Regions from separate parts of the Mus musculus genome. Here region 2 is linked to region 1. Evidence: chromatin contacts called from public HiChIP or PLAC-seq data. All regions are on one chromosome and are shown on one strand. Each heading gives the region's core, a stretch centred on a gene start, on an enhancer-like site or on the middle of the called end of the contact. The rest is flanking DNA. Distances are from core to core; before and after follow the strand shown.

The links. HiChIP or PLAC-seq counts read pairs in DNA pulled down with a chosen protein or histone mark.
Region 2: an H3K4me3 HiChIP or PLAC-seq map of embryonic limb bud shows a contact between it and region 1, with 2.5 times the contacts expected there. The contact joins the enhancer-like site here to the promoter of Fibin in region 1. A contact is called at or near these places in 4 of 39 promoter capture datasets (the SN4741 cell line, cranial neural crest, macrophages and 1 more), 2 of 484 Hi-C or Micro-C datasets (embryonic fibroblasts and embryonic stem cells) and 3 of 115 datasets of contacts at active chromatin or transcription factors (embryonic limb bud, heart atrium and neural progenitor cells).

What each region holds. Positions count from the first base shown.
Region 1 is chr2:110,360,641-110,366,979 of GRCm38.p6, forward strand. It overlaps Fibin (fin bud initiation factor homolog (zebrafish)), which reads right to left and starts at 2,353. Exons shown (of 1, transcript NM_026271.1): 1 at 285-2,353. The coding sequence starts at 2,155. The coding sequence ends at 1,502. The region is part of intron 2 of Gm30319 (a long non-coding RNA gene); the gene reads left to right.
Region 2 is chr2:110,483,282-110,490,104 of GRCm38.p6, forward strand. No RefSeq gene overlaps it. Among named protein-coding and RNA genes, the nearest start is that of Slc5a12, 110 kb to the right of the region's middle. Within about 2 kb of position 3,565, at least 37 of the 459 cell types and tissues checked have an H3K27ac peak or open chromatin away from gene starts, as enhancers often do. A contact at or near this core is called in embryonic limb bud, where this site is marked.

The DNA of each region.
Region 1 (6,339 bases), core at 1,103-3,602:
GCTGGAAGCAATCTGACTTTACAAACTCAAGTACCAAATATCATATTTGTTCTGATCAATATTTTTTGTCCTTCCTTTAAAGAAGGAAGCCCTTTAAAGTAACCCTGAGACAAATGTATATAGCAGATAAATCCTTTCTTTGCATAGAGGATAGAAAAATGGGATCACTGCTGAACAGAATGTGAACTCTTGCATACTTTGTGTGTGGATGCAAGTGGAAAGAAAGTATATTTAAGGTGGTGATAAATATTGGCCCAGGGAAGAATTGAAATAAAATGCATTTTCACATTTTAATTCATTTATTTTAAGAGCATAGAAATAGCTTTCAAATTGTTAGGCATCACTAACACAGAATGAGTGCATAGGAGATATGGACCTTTGTCACACATTTCCAATGGAGTCTATGAAAAATGAGAGAAATTTAAGATTTTTCCATCAGAAGAGTGGAAATCAAATGTATAATTCTTGTACAGGCTAGATCCCACTACCCCTTACTAGGATGGTGTATGTGAGCAGACAGGGTAAGATACTCAAAAATACAGCACCTTCTCCCTCTGTTTTTCTTTTTAAAATCTCATCCTTATCATATACTCTGATAAACTGGCTTCAATCCTATCTCCCCTCTCCTTTGCACTAGTCCCTCTCTGAAATATGAGAGTTATGACTGTAAACTAGAAAAAAAGCCAGTATTATATGAAAACATTTATTGGCTGAGTAATAAAATGTACATAAGGGATTTCTATAGTTAGACCCTCCCTCTGGAAATATAAGTTTTCAATAAACAAAAGGAAGCAATGCTATCTGAGTCCAAGAAGAAAAAAACATGCTGACAACTTAAATCATAGACACTTGAGTGTTAAGCAATCTGTTTCTTTGATGGTGAAGTGAAAGACACATCATGAGTGGGCAACCACCCTAAAGTTTTGCTATCTTAAATGTTGCATCTTCAACTTACACAAACCCACAATGGAACTTTGAACATCTTACTGGTGGTGATTTGCATGCAAATTCTCAATAACACTCTTACAACAAAACAGAAACAACTAAGAACATGGTAAATAAATAAGAGCGAAAGGAGAATCAATGAACTTCCTTGTCTGGCAGGCATGCCACACACCTGGGACCTCATCTGAAAATCAGGCATCTCAGCCTTCAGAGACCAAAGAGAAGCCTGCTGATGCAAAGGAGCCACGCACCTCGTCCCCCGCCAGGATGTGGAAGTTTAATCAGTCTTTCCACACAAATGCATCCTTTAGATGGAGTCGAAAGAAGAGATTCTGTTAGAGCAATAAAACCCTTTAGGAAATAACCCAGGGGTTAGTTTAAAATTGCTTTTTTTTGCAAGTGAAAAATCCTTAATAATAACATAAATAATGCACAAAACCAAACTAAAATCAGAATAACTCAACTTATTAAAATTTTTCTTTCTTTTCGAAAGATGACTTCAGACGTGTTCTGAAAGTGCAAATTTGGATAAAATGAAGCAGTTACAATGGAAATATTAGCCTGTCTTCTGTGCCCCACCCTCCAGATAGTCGCTTTTCAGTCGACCTAAGCGGGTCCCATGGCTCCTGATGGTATGTGCCAGCAGCTCGTATTTGTCTCTGAGCCCCACAGAGATGTCCAGTGTCTCCTTCAGCAAGGACCTGGTGTGGACCAGCATCCCCAGGAAGTCCTCATTGAGTCTGCTTTCCTGCCGGCTATCCTGCTCTTGGCCCTGCTTGAACTTGCTTTCCAGCTCAGTGAGGGACTTGTCAGAGTTGGAGTAGGCATCCCCGATCTGGTGGGACTCCCGCCTCAGGTACTTGCCATAGCTCTCTTCCCCATCCAGGTCGTAGGAGATGCTCTTGCTGATGCCCTCCAGGACGCGTCCAGCATCCTCCACCTGGCGGCCCAGTACTGTGAACTCCTCTCGAAGAGTGAGGCTCAGCAAGCTACTGGCTTGGCCCCCTTCCCCCTGGGAGCAGCGCCTGCGATCACTCACCCTGAAGAGCAGCTGGCATTTCTCGGGGTCATCATTCTCCTCATAGTCTCCATCAGGCACGAAGTAATGATGCAAAGTCCCATTAGACATTTCTGGGTACAGGGGGCCATCAAAGTAGCCTCGACACAGGTGGCAAAAGAAACCCATCCAGATCAACTTCGGGAACACCATTCTGGATATTCGGGAGAAGCGTTTTAGTCCAGGAACAAGGAAAAAGGTTCCCCCGGGTGTCAGCGGCTTCGGGAGAAGGCGCCCTCCTCAGGCGCAGCTCGCTTGCCGCTCTCTGATCCTGGTTCCTCCACAGGCTTCATGTGGCTCTACGCAGCAGCGGTGTGCACCACGCTCCTCAGCGTCCCTGATCCTCTCTCTACTGAGAGGCTGGACCTTTGCTGTTTTAGCAGGATAGCCCGACCCACCGACTGGGGACCTGCTGCTCCAGGCGCTGGCTTTGCGGTCACCTTCGGAGTTCCCTCTGGCTCCAGGGAGACGGAGCTAGTAGCTAAGGGAAGCTGTTCTGACACTGTTTCAACCCCTGGACTGGGTGGGAATGCAGCGTTTTCTTTCCCCTTGGCTAAAGATATCCTGAGGATTGCAGGACTCTCAAATTACAGCTAGTTTCGTCACTTGGAAGCCAAGGAACAAATTTGGAAAGAAAGCTTTCACCAGTTCCTTTATTAAAGGTACAGGGTCTCCTTTTTTCAATCTTGAAAAAGGAGACCCTGTACAATAAGACGTATCTTGAATGGGGATAGTAGAGGATAATTATAAACATAAAATCCAGCTGCTATTAGCATATTTAGGAAAGAGGTGATTGCTTCAGAGAAATGGCATTTCAGACATTTAAATACCAGATGAGAAATGTATTTTTTTTTACTCATTTTCAAAACGTTATTTTTTAAATAAAAAATTTGAAGTATTGGAAATAGTTTTGTTTGGAAATGGTTTAAAGGTTATTAAAATCAATACTTTTGAAACAAAATGAATATAGATAACCGATTTTTTATATTCATAGTGCATAGTTACTAATAAAAATAAAAATAAAAGTTTCCAGTTTAATCAATAAGAGGACAACTGGGACCTCTGTGTAATCTATTAGATAACGTTCCAGTGAGCCTTACTGAGTCTTTTGTGTAGTATTTGACTGCTGGGGTCTCCTGTCAGTTACTTATGAGGTTGGAATATTTATCTACAGTTAGAACGTTAAGCAAATTGACACGATCTCATAGATTGTATTCAACCATTAAGGTACAAAGATTTAAATTTAAGTTAAAAAAACCGTACTGCTTTGAAAGAAAATATTTTTATTTTAATTAATTCACAAATAGTGACATTACCACAGCTGGTTTAAAAAAGCCACCCAAACACGAGTCCAGCTGCCAGTTCCATAGCCTCTCCATAAATACACATGTCCTCAGAACACCATGTTCCATAGCTATTCCAAAGCAACGAAGCTCCTGCTAGTGTTTAAGTTGTGGATTCAGGCAGTACACATTCTCTGCCAATGCTTTTCCTGTTTATATATTCATATAACTTGTCCATCCCAGCTAATTTCTTCAACTTGTACTTCTTGATTGAACTAACCCATTTCTAAGTCTATACTGTATCAGCAGCACATGGAAACCTTTATAGAGTTTATCTCCTAGATTCTGGGCATATTTCCCAAACTGTTTTGTACCTTAAGAGCAAGGGCCCCCAGATTGCTGCTGAGCTTGCCGAGTTTCTCTAGGCTTCTGGTAAGTGATGCCAAGGTTTTATAGGCTAGGAGCTACCATAGTCACTAAAGATCCAATGATGGAGTAACACAATACATGCCCCACACGGGAGCTTACAGCCACCCTGGACACAGTGGCTGCCATGTGGTCCATCAGCCCTGTTTTTGGAAACAACAGCGATGTTTCTGTTGTTCTGAATTCTAGGTAATAGAGCTGCTGTTGCCAGATGAGCGTCAGTGCTGACCTGGGTGCAGCTCTCCTCTGAAGGATCCTGATGGACGTCAAGACCCCTTAAGACTTGTGATTTCAGCTTCCATGTGGTATCCTAAGAGCCGTTCTTGTGCCTAGAAATATGAAACAGGAAAAAGAGCACTAAATTTAAAAACAAATAAAACCCCCCAAGCCCTCTTTTTCCCAAAAGAGGCCATTTTTAGGTTTTAATTTATGAATTGATTGTCATAAATGGCCATTTGATAGGCCATCCATTTAATCAAATATTTATTGAACATTTATTATTCATCAAGTTCCGTTTCTGGTATTGAGAATACAACAATGAACATAACTAGAAACAAACCATGGCTTTCCTAGAGCTTTCAATCTGGGAAGTGCAGGGCGAATTGAAGTAAAAGTAAATAAACATATGTTGTATATTGAATAATTTCAGGATCGTGGAGAAAAGAAACAGGGAATTAAGTGGAAAGAATATGTAAGCAGGAAGATTCTGTTTCCAGAGATGCTTGCTATTTCTGCCTTGAAATGTAACCGAGCTACTCACAATGAGTATTCACTGTTCTGAGTCTCCCTCTGCAGCACAAAGGACAGCTTTCATTCAGATGCACACAGCCCTGTTGTCAGACTTGTCTTTACTCTTCCAGTCGCAGGCAATCCAGACTCCTGGAAGACAATGAAGAGCCATTTGACTAACTAGTGATTCTGCGTGTGAAATCACACACACAGACTTTTTGAAGCATGCTCATGATGGCCTTACTCCTTCGGTTTTCTCTAGACACGCAACATCGAGAAAACATAGACCAAAGCAAGGTTTCCCTAGTGCTTATGTCAGGTATCCCTTAAAGAAGGCACAAACTTCTGCACAGGCTGATGTATCCCAGCATTGAGTCTAGCCCAGCACAGCACAGAGGAGAGGTGGATGGCACAAGGTTGTACCCTCTCTGTCCAGCATTAGTCTGCTTAGACCAGCCCAAGTGTGTGCAGTTGGCTGTGAACTTTGGTGCCCAGAGTCTGTTGGTAAGGAATGTCCTCTGCCTAGTGACCTGTTGGCCTGGCCACTTCCTAGGGAGGGCATCTGAGGCTCTTTGACCCTTGTCTGCAGAAACCCTGACTGTTCCCTCAACCCTTGACTTCACCTGCATCACCACCTAGTAACAATTGAAAGTATAATGCAGTATTTGGTAGTCAACTTTCTATAATAAATTCAACAACAGTAAAAAAAAAAAAAAAAACCCCAAACCAAACCAAAACAAAAAAAAAACAAGGTTCATTTTTATTTTGTGCCACTAGAAATCTCCACTGAACTGCGGGGTCAGAACAGCCTTCATTCCTTTTCTTTGGGACAGTCACCAGTGAAAGCTGATGAATTCAAATATTTATTTGGCCAAAGAAGAAAACAAGCATTTACTCCAACTCACTCCACTTCTTGCAGAATGTAACCTCCTCTGACTTACTAACCAATTCAATTATGCAAACTTATATCAAGGACTCACTCCAGTTTTCTACTTACACAGGATGCAGTTCTAATTAAACATACAAACAAAAATGTACAATAAAAAATTCAGCCTGTCACAAGCTTGCTCTTTAATTAAAATTACAGAATCATGAATAGAAGAAATAAGAATATTTACTTTCTCTGTGTAACCTTTTCATCTAAAAATCCAAATACTGAGTCTTTACATGTATCAGTGAGTACATCTAAATTTCAGTCTAATTAAACGAAAAGGAAAATTCATTGATTTATATACATTTTTAGATTAGGTTTTCAGAGTAACTTGGTCTAAAAGCTAGTTTTCTCTCTCTTTGTTCCACTATATTAGTTTTTATTTGTTGTTGGATTGCACCAGACACTTGTGTGTTCAAGATTAGTAGTCTCTTCTATGATGCATTAGTTAGGGTTTCTATTGCTATGGAGAGGCATCATGACCAAGGTAACTTATTTGAAAACATTTGATTGAGGCTTACAGTTTTAGAGGTTCAGTCCATTATTGTTATGGTGGGGAAATGTGGTGGTGTATACATGCAGACATGGTGTTGGAGAAAGAGCTAAGAGATCTACATCTTGATCTGCAGGCACTAGAAAGAGACTACCACACCAGGCCTAGCTTGAACATATGAGATCTCAAAGCTGACCTCACAGGAACACACACTTCCTCCAACAAGGCCACACCTACTCCATCAAGGCCACACCTCCTAGTAGTGTTACTCCCTATGGGCCAAACATTCATACATATGAGTCTATGGGGATCATTCCTATTCAAACCACCACATAAGGTTGCTTTGTATATACACATATACTAGTTTGTTTGTATCTATCAGGCATAGCAGGTGGATATTCTATTGTTTGATTCAACTTATATCAGCATCGGTGTCCACAATTGGCCTCATTTGATTTATTCATAAATATGATAG
Region 2 (6,823 bases), core at 2,315-4,814, 120 kb after region 1:
TGATGTTGTGAAGAAACCTCAAGCTGGGAGGAGTTGGCAATGCTGAGAGCAATACACAATGTTTTGTTTCTCTTAATCCTACAACCATATTCATTTATACTCTCTTGTTGTCCTGCTCTTTAATATCTTTATCTATTTATCTTATTTTCATTGCTTATTATTAACTTCCTTAATTCTTTCTAGATTAAAATCTGAATATGGAGCAAAACCATGTATATATGAGAAACTAAGGGCTGTTTAATTTGATTTTGGGCAGAATTTCCACGCTCCAAGCGCACATCTTTCAGGAAACTCATCCTATGTCTTCTTCTCCATTCGCTTCTTAGATTTCTAGTGAGAGTCATGGGCTAAAATCACATCTTCTCAAAAGAATGTCTCTGGGATCCTCTTTCCCACCCAGACACCTGGCCATCCAATGAGAAGTGGTATCAGAGATGAGGATTTCTCAGTGTAAGAAGACACAAGGAGGTGCTAGTGTCCACATGATGCATGCCACTGTTTGATAGTGAAGAAGGCATCAGCTTTTCTGTTTTCTAACTGACCTGACTTTATCTCTTCCAGCCTCTTCTTGTGCCTCTTGTCAGCATCATCCATGACCTCAGCTATCCCGTGATATCGGAAGTGCGCACATGTGAACCAGGTGCAGGAAATGGAGATATTTCAGGCTTCCATAATTGTTGCCTTTGTTCTTCTTTTCTATTTTGAAACTTTTCGCTTATGATCTTGAATGGGGGTTATTCATTGTCTAACACTTCAGCAATTTTTTTAACCCAAATTTGTGAGATTATATTTTAAAATTAGAAAATCTTTGCTTTAACCTAATTTCTTTTTTAACAACTGAATTTCTTAGGGGTCAAAGCTTTGTTTGTTTGTTTGTTTAAATGAGGGGACACCATACTGATTAAAGTTGTCTCCAGGAAAAGAGGCAAGTTGGATAGTTTACTGATTCAAATCTTTGTGAATGGGTTTGATAGTTTAGAAAATAAAGCCACATACATAACCTTGAAGAATGTCAGAGCAGCCCCAGGCGATAACTGCAGCCTGGGCTGTGCTGTTATTTCTTAGATTAGGACATTATGATCTGACGACACAGAACTGCCCCAAATTGGGAAAGATTTGGCTCTACACTATTTTTTTTTTAATGCGAAACCAACTCATAGGTTATCCATGCTTCGGGTTGCACTGTTGCATACTTAGTCTTCTTTGAAAACACTAAACCTTTTAGATTAATGTTGAACTTTTCCTTCTCTGGCACTAGCCATACTTTTTGGAAACACTAAGTCCTGTTGTCCTTGCCACCTGTTCCTTCTGTCTGCCACTTTATAATCACCAGACTGCTATTGCCTCGTTACCTTGGGCTTTAGTTGGAGAAAACACAGTCATCTTGCTATGGACTTTATTAGTTTTCAATAGGAGTTTGCTAACAGAGGAGTCCCTCTAATATACATTGTTATGATCTCCCCTGCTTACAATCCACAATGATTTTATTAGTGTACACAAAAAGCTCAAACTTCTGGGGCTGGAGAGATGGCTTAGATGTTAAGAGCACTGACTGCTCTTCCAGAGGTCCTAAATTCAATTCCTAGTAAACACATGGTGGCTTACATCCATCTGTAATGGGATCTGATGCCCTCTTCTGGTGTGTCTGAAGACAATGACAGTGTATTCACACATAAAATAAATAAGTCTTAAAAAAACATTTAAATTTCTTAGGTAGTAAACATGACTTTCAATAACAATATTGTCTTTTACACTGCATATTTCTAGTAGTATATCCCAACTACAACATTATACTTGCCATTAAAAAAGCATTATGCAGTGTGCAGTTGCTAGGTTAAAGTACTCAAGTCATTCCAAAAACTCCACTCTTAAAATTTTTAGTTCAAATATTCCTTAAGAAAAGCTCTTATTTCCTTCCAGTTGAACTAGTCCTTCCATATTCTTCCATGGCTTTTGGACGGGTTTCCATTTTGGTTCTCATTGGACTCCGTGTCTATCTTCCCTACTAGGCTACAAGTTTGAGAGGTTTTGTTCCTGCAGGTCATTCTTTATCTACATTTCAGTGCTCTGCAAATTGATGCTTATATAATCATTGTCAACTTAGTTTCCTTGAGGACCTCAGAATATTGAGTTAAATTTCGTATTGCTTCCATTTTTATTAAAATTATTAATGCTATTTAAAAGGAAAAATATGACCAAGTACATTTTCCCATAATGATAACCAAGTTATTTTTTTAAAATGATGCATATAACAGTGTTTAGAGAAATTAAGAGGCAAATTAGAGGTCCAGATCGAATGCTGATGGCTTTTGACGTAGGCTAAAATGAAACAACATAGCCTGAAAAGGAACAAGTAAACTTTCAGATTAAATGCTGTGGACATAAGGATAAAGGGAACTTAAAATAGGTATTTATTTAGTTCATATCCTTGGAAGAGTTTTCCCTCCCTCCCTCCCTCCCTCCCTCCCTCCCTCCCTCCCTCCCTCCCTCCCTCCCTCCGTCTCCATCACAACAGAAGGATTGTAACTCAGAGACATTTAGTAAAATTCAACTAAGGAACATATTTACACTATAGGCTACTGTGTTTACTTGGACAAAATGGACAAGATATGCATGTATGTATGTATACACGTATATATGAATGTATGTATGCATGTATGTATGAAAACATCACAGTAAAACTCACTTCTTTACCTAGTAATGTAAAACATAGCAGGAGGGGGTAGGGAATCAAGGATGGTAGAGCTGATTAGACGATATCAAGGAGGCATTTCTGTTCTATTTATAATTTTGCTCTCACCAGCCCCCCAAAATAAGAGGCATCTTTAAGTAGAAATATGGCTCAAATCAGATTTTCAACAGAGGACCCATTAGGACTCCCATGCAAAGCCTTACTGTGTTCATAGGCACATTCTGCAGCTTGACCTGGACAGAAGCCCAGAAGGGAGGTGGGCAGACAGGACAGTTTTATACAATTGTTTTATTTAATTGACTAAATTATGATATAATAGTTAATCTTGAATCTTTAAAACATAAATCTGAGTAGAACATGCTGTGTTGGAAACTAAACCACAGTAGCAATGTGCGAAGTGTCTAATGACAAACGAAGTTCTTGACAGGGCTAATTACCAGCTGCACTGTAATCAAGACTGGGAGGCAGTAACGCCGGAAAAGGCACTGGAGCTGCAGATCAAACCCACGGCCTTCCATCTGCTCTGTCTTTAAGCTCCAACTACCTTCTTTTAAAAGTTCAGGGTTTGTCTTGAGAGAAGCCCCTTTGGAATCTTGGGAAATCCAGAAGGAACTGGTGATCAGGGGTGAGAAGGCTCATGATTTGCTTAAAGGTGAAGCCCAGAGCATTTTTACACATCAAACCTTGTGAAGAGTGTTGGCTTCCCAGCGCAGGTTCCTCAGGCTCCTTATAACTTAGAATTTTTCATCCAGTCATCTCTTGTGATTTCCACTGAACACATTTTATTAGGTGCAATAGCTGGATCCTGCTGTCTCTTTCTCTAGGTCTGGAGTCAGCTTATGAATGAGGGCAATTCAACCTCCACAGCACGGCTGGGAGAAAATAAATCTAATGAATTCAGGCTGTGAGGGGAAAAGCTGTTCTGGGTCATTCGCATGGGGAACAGAGAAGAAAGGAGACAGTCAGCTGCTACCTGGCAGCAGCCTGGAGCCAGGGTGTCGTCTGGACTTGGGTTTCCTGCTGGAGTCAAGCAGGCCCTCTGTTACATAAGGCCTTGGTGGCTGCTCCAAGGCAAAGCCACTGTCTGCGGGACACACCCAGGTCTGCTCTCAGGAGCCCTACTTTATTTCAGCAAACCACTCCTGTTAACAACCCTTCTTTTTAAAAAATCTGACATGCCCTTGCCCGGTGCACTCTTCTCCAAGAGAAAGTGAGACAGAACTGCCCTGAGATTGAGCCTCAGCAGGGATTGCAGTGTTCCAGCAGGTGGACTGCCCAGATAAATCAGGAGGAACCATTAATCAGCACCAAGAGTTATGTTCACAGAAGGTCCACGTCCAAAGTCCCAGAAAAGCATCATATACATTCTTCTCAGAACAATGTGAGTCCTCCTCAATATTTATTGAGGCCATAAATAAGAGATATCAATATAACATTGGACTGCAGCTGCAGTGAGAGGCAAAATATTTAGTAATGGCATCCACAGTGAATCAAATCAAATGAATGCTAGAAATGCGTAAGGCCTTGCTCTACTTAGTGAGTCCTCATAGACAATCCATCTTGTCCTTAGTGTTTAATTTACTCGGGCTTAAAAGTCTGTGCTGACATTCATCAGATACTGACCTTGATTATATCACCTAAGTGACACTTTATGCAACATTATGAAATATAACAGTTATTTGTATTTTTCAGAAGAAGGCATTACATGGCAAAACAATCTGCACTTCATAAGGACACAAAGTAAACGTCAAGATCAACAGATGCTCACCTGTCGGCTGCCTAACATCAGCATTGCCTACATTGTATTATTTATATGGAGAGATGGGACTACTAACATTTTAAGCTTGGAGAAGCAGGGTATGGTTTAAAAAAAATTCTTCCTTTGTTCTTGTCCATGTGGTGGATTTTCCTAGTTAATCTACAACGCATAGCTAAGGACATACAAATAAGAGAAATAGAAATTTATTTGAGTCAGAACGGTGGAAAGGAGGGAGTGTTTGTTCTCTTCCAGTGTTTGTTCGTTTCATGCATGTTTGCACAATATGGACTATGTGTTACCCTTTCAGAGACTAGTCTTAAAGTCTATGTCACGGCTAACTGGGCTCCCATCACTGATCTTGAAGCACCGTTTGCACTGTTTTTTTTTTTTTTTTTTTTTTTTCCTTGCTTGACTGCGTCAAGCCCTTTCCCAGCTATGGCCAAGAGCAACATGAAGACTTTGAAGCGGGGTTTACAACCTTGTTTTTCTTTTACTAATATAGCACACTGTTCTCATCATCAGCCCGATTTGGCTATTGACATGGTGACAAACTGGAATGTTTGCTCAGAGATCCAACAGTGAAAGAAGGCAGCAAGACAAAACAAAACAAAGAGGACAAAGTGTTCGGGACAAGTAGGTTTCTCCCAGAAACATCTACAAAACGAAATCAAATTCCTTCAGTGCTCTAAGAGAGAAGTCTTTATTGCCATAGAATAAGTACAGGTATTTTATTTTATTTTATTTTATTTTATTTTATTTTATTTTATTTTATTTTTTATGTTAGGAGCACGTTGGAAGCATATATAGTTGGCTGTCATTTTTCCTTTAACCTTTCAATGGTCCTTCCTTGCTTTCTTTCAGGTAGGAAATTTTTTTTTCTATTTTTAAATTTTTTAACAGAACACACATTTTATGTTCTTTTTGATTATTTAGCTCTTTCTTCAGCTGAACAGTCACCGCTTCACAGAGAGTTTTGAACAGCCTTGTCTCAATAAAACTGGCACATCCCTCTCTGTGGCCTTACTCTCTCATTCTTAAGACTGACTTTCTGTAGTGAGTCAGCATGAGAGTGCATAGTTTAAAAAAAATAGAACCTGACTTTACTGCCGTATCCTCACTGATCTCCAGTGCCAGTAAAAAGATCATTGGAATTAGGATATTCGTAATAATAATATTTTTGAGACGAAGGAAAATCTTTTTTTCTCAAAATTTTAATGAACCATAGTGATATAGTAGATATCACAAAGGGTCTCGTATTGATACCAGAAATTCTTGGTTTTGTAAAATTTTAAATATACTTTAAATATTTTCAACTGTAGACTTAAATGTCTTAATGGATGCACAATTACCCATATTTATAGGATGATTCATATACACAGCACAGGGTAGATGGAATTAAAGTCATAGGTAGTTCGCATTCCCTAACACATCCAATCTTTTCTTTATGTTGGGAAGCTTCAAATGTGTATCTCTAAGCTCTTTACACATTACTGTGAACAGGTTCTGTTCCTTAGAGAATTTGTCCTTTGTGCAAATATATCTTATTCTATTTTATATTGTTTTAAAAAGCAGTCTTCATTGTAGGTAAAGCAGTAAAGTTTACATGTTAGATAACACTATAATAAAACAATGCATTCTGCTTTTAAACAGAGAAGGAAAGAAGAGAAAAGTTTTAGGTTACAGAACCCCTCCCCATAGAACAAATTTCTTTGTAATTCAATTTTTCTCAGTGAGTAAAGGATATGAATGCGTTCAGTGTCGAGTCATGTCAAATTCCTCGTGTGTTCATGGTCAGTAAAATGGAAAAGAAAGCTCACTTTTCACAGTCGTGGCCTCAAAGAAAGAACATATGTTGGTCTATTTTAGATGCAAAACCAACTGCTGCTACTTTAATACATCCAAAGTTGAGTTCACAGGTTTATCTCAAAGAAATAAAAAATTATGAGAGAGCTGAAACTCCAATAAAAATAGATTTATATTCTCTTTTGTGACTTGTGTCCTTTCAATAGTCAGTTAATTACCTGGAAAAAAAAAATGAGTTCCTGAAAAAGACATATACAAGTAACGTTACACAGACTGAGCGGGTTGTATTTATGTATTTAGGAAGATGTATGTGTGCACATATGCAGTTTTATACATGCAACAATGATTAATGGAAGAAGATGCCTTGAATTTAAAAGAGCAAGGAGGATTGTGTGGGAGGATTTGGAGGAAGGATGGGGAAGGAAGAAAGGATATAATTATAATGTCAAAAATTAATGGAAATGACATAAAAGAAATGCTCCTTGGAGAGGCCCTTGGTCGTGTGAAGATCATATGCCCCAGTACAGGGTAATGCCAGGGCCAGGAAGCCGGAGTGGGTGGGTTGGGCA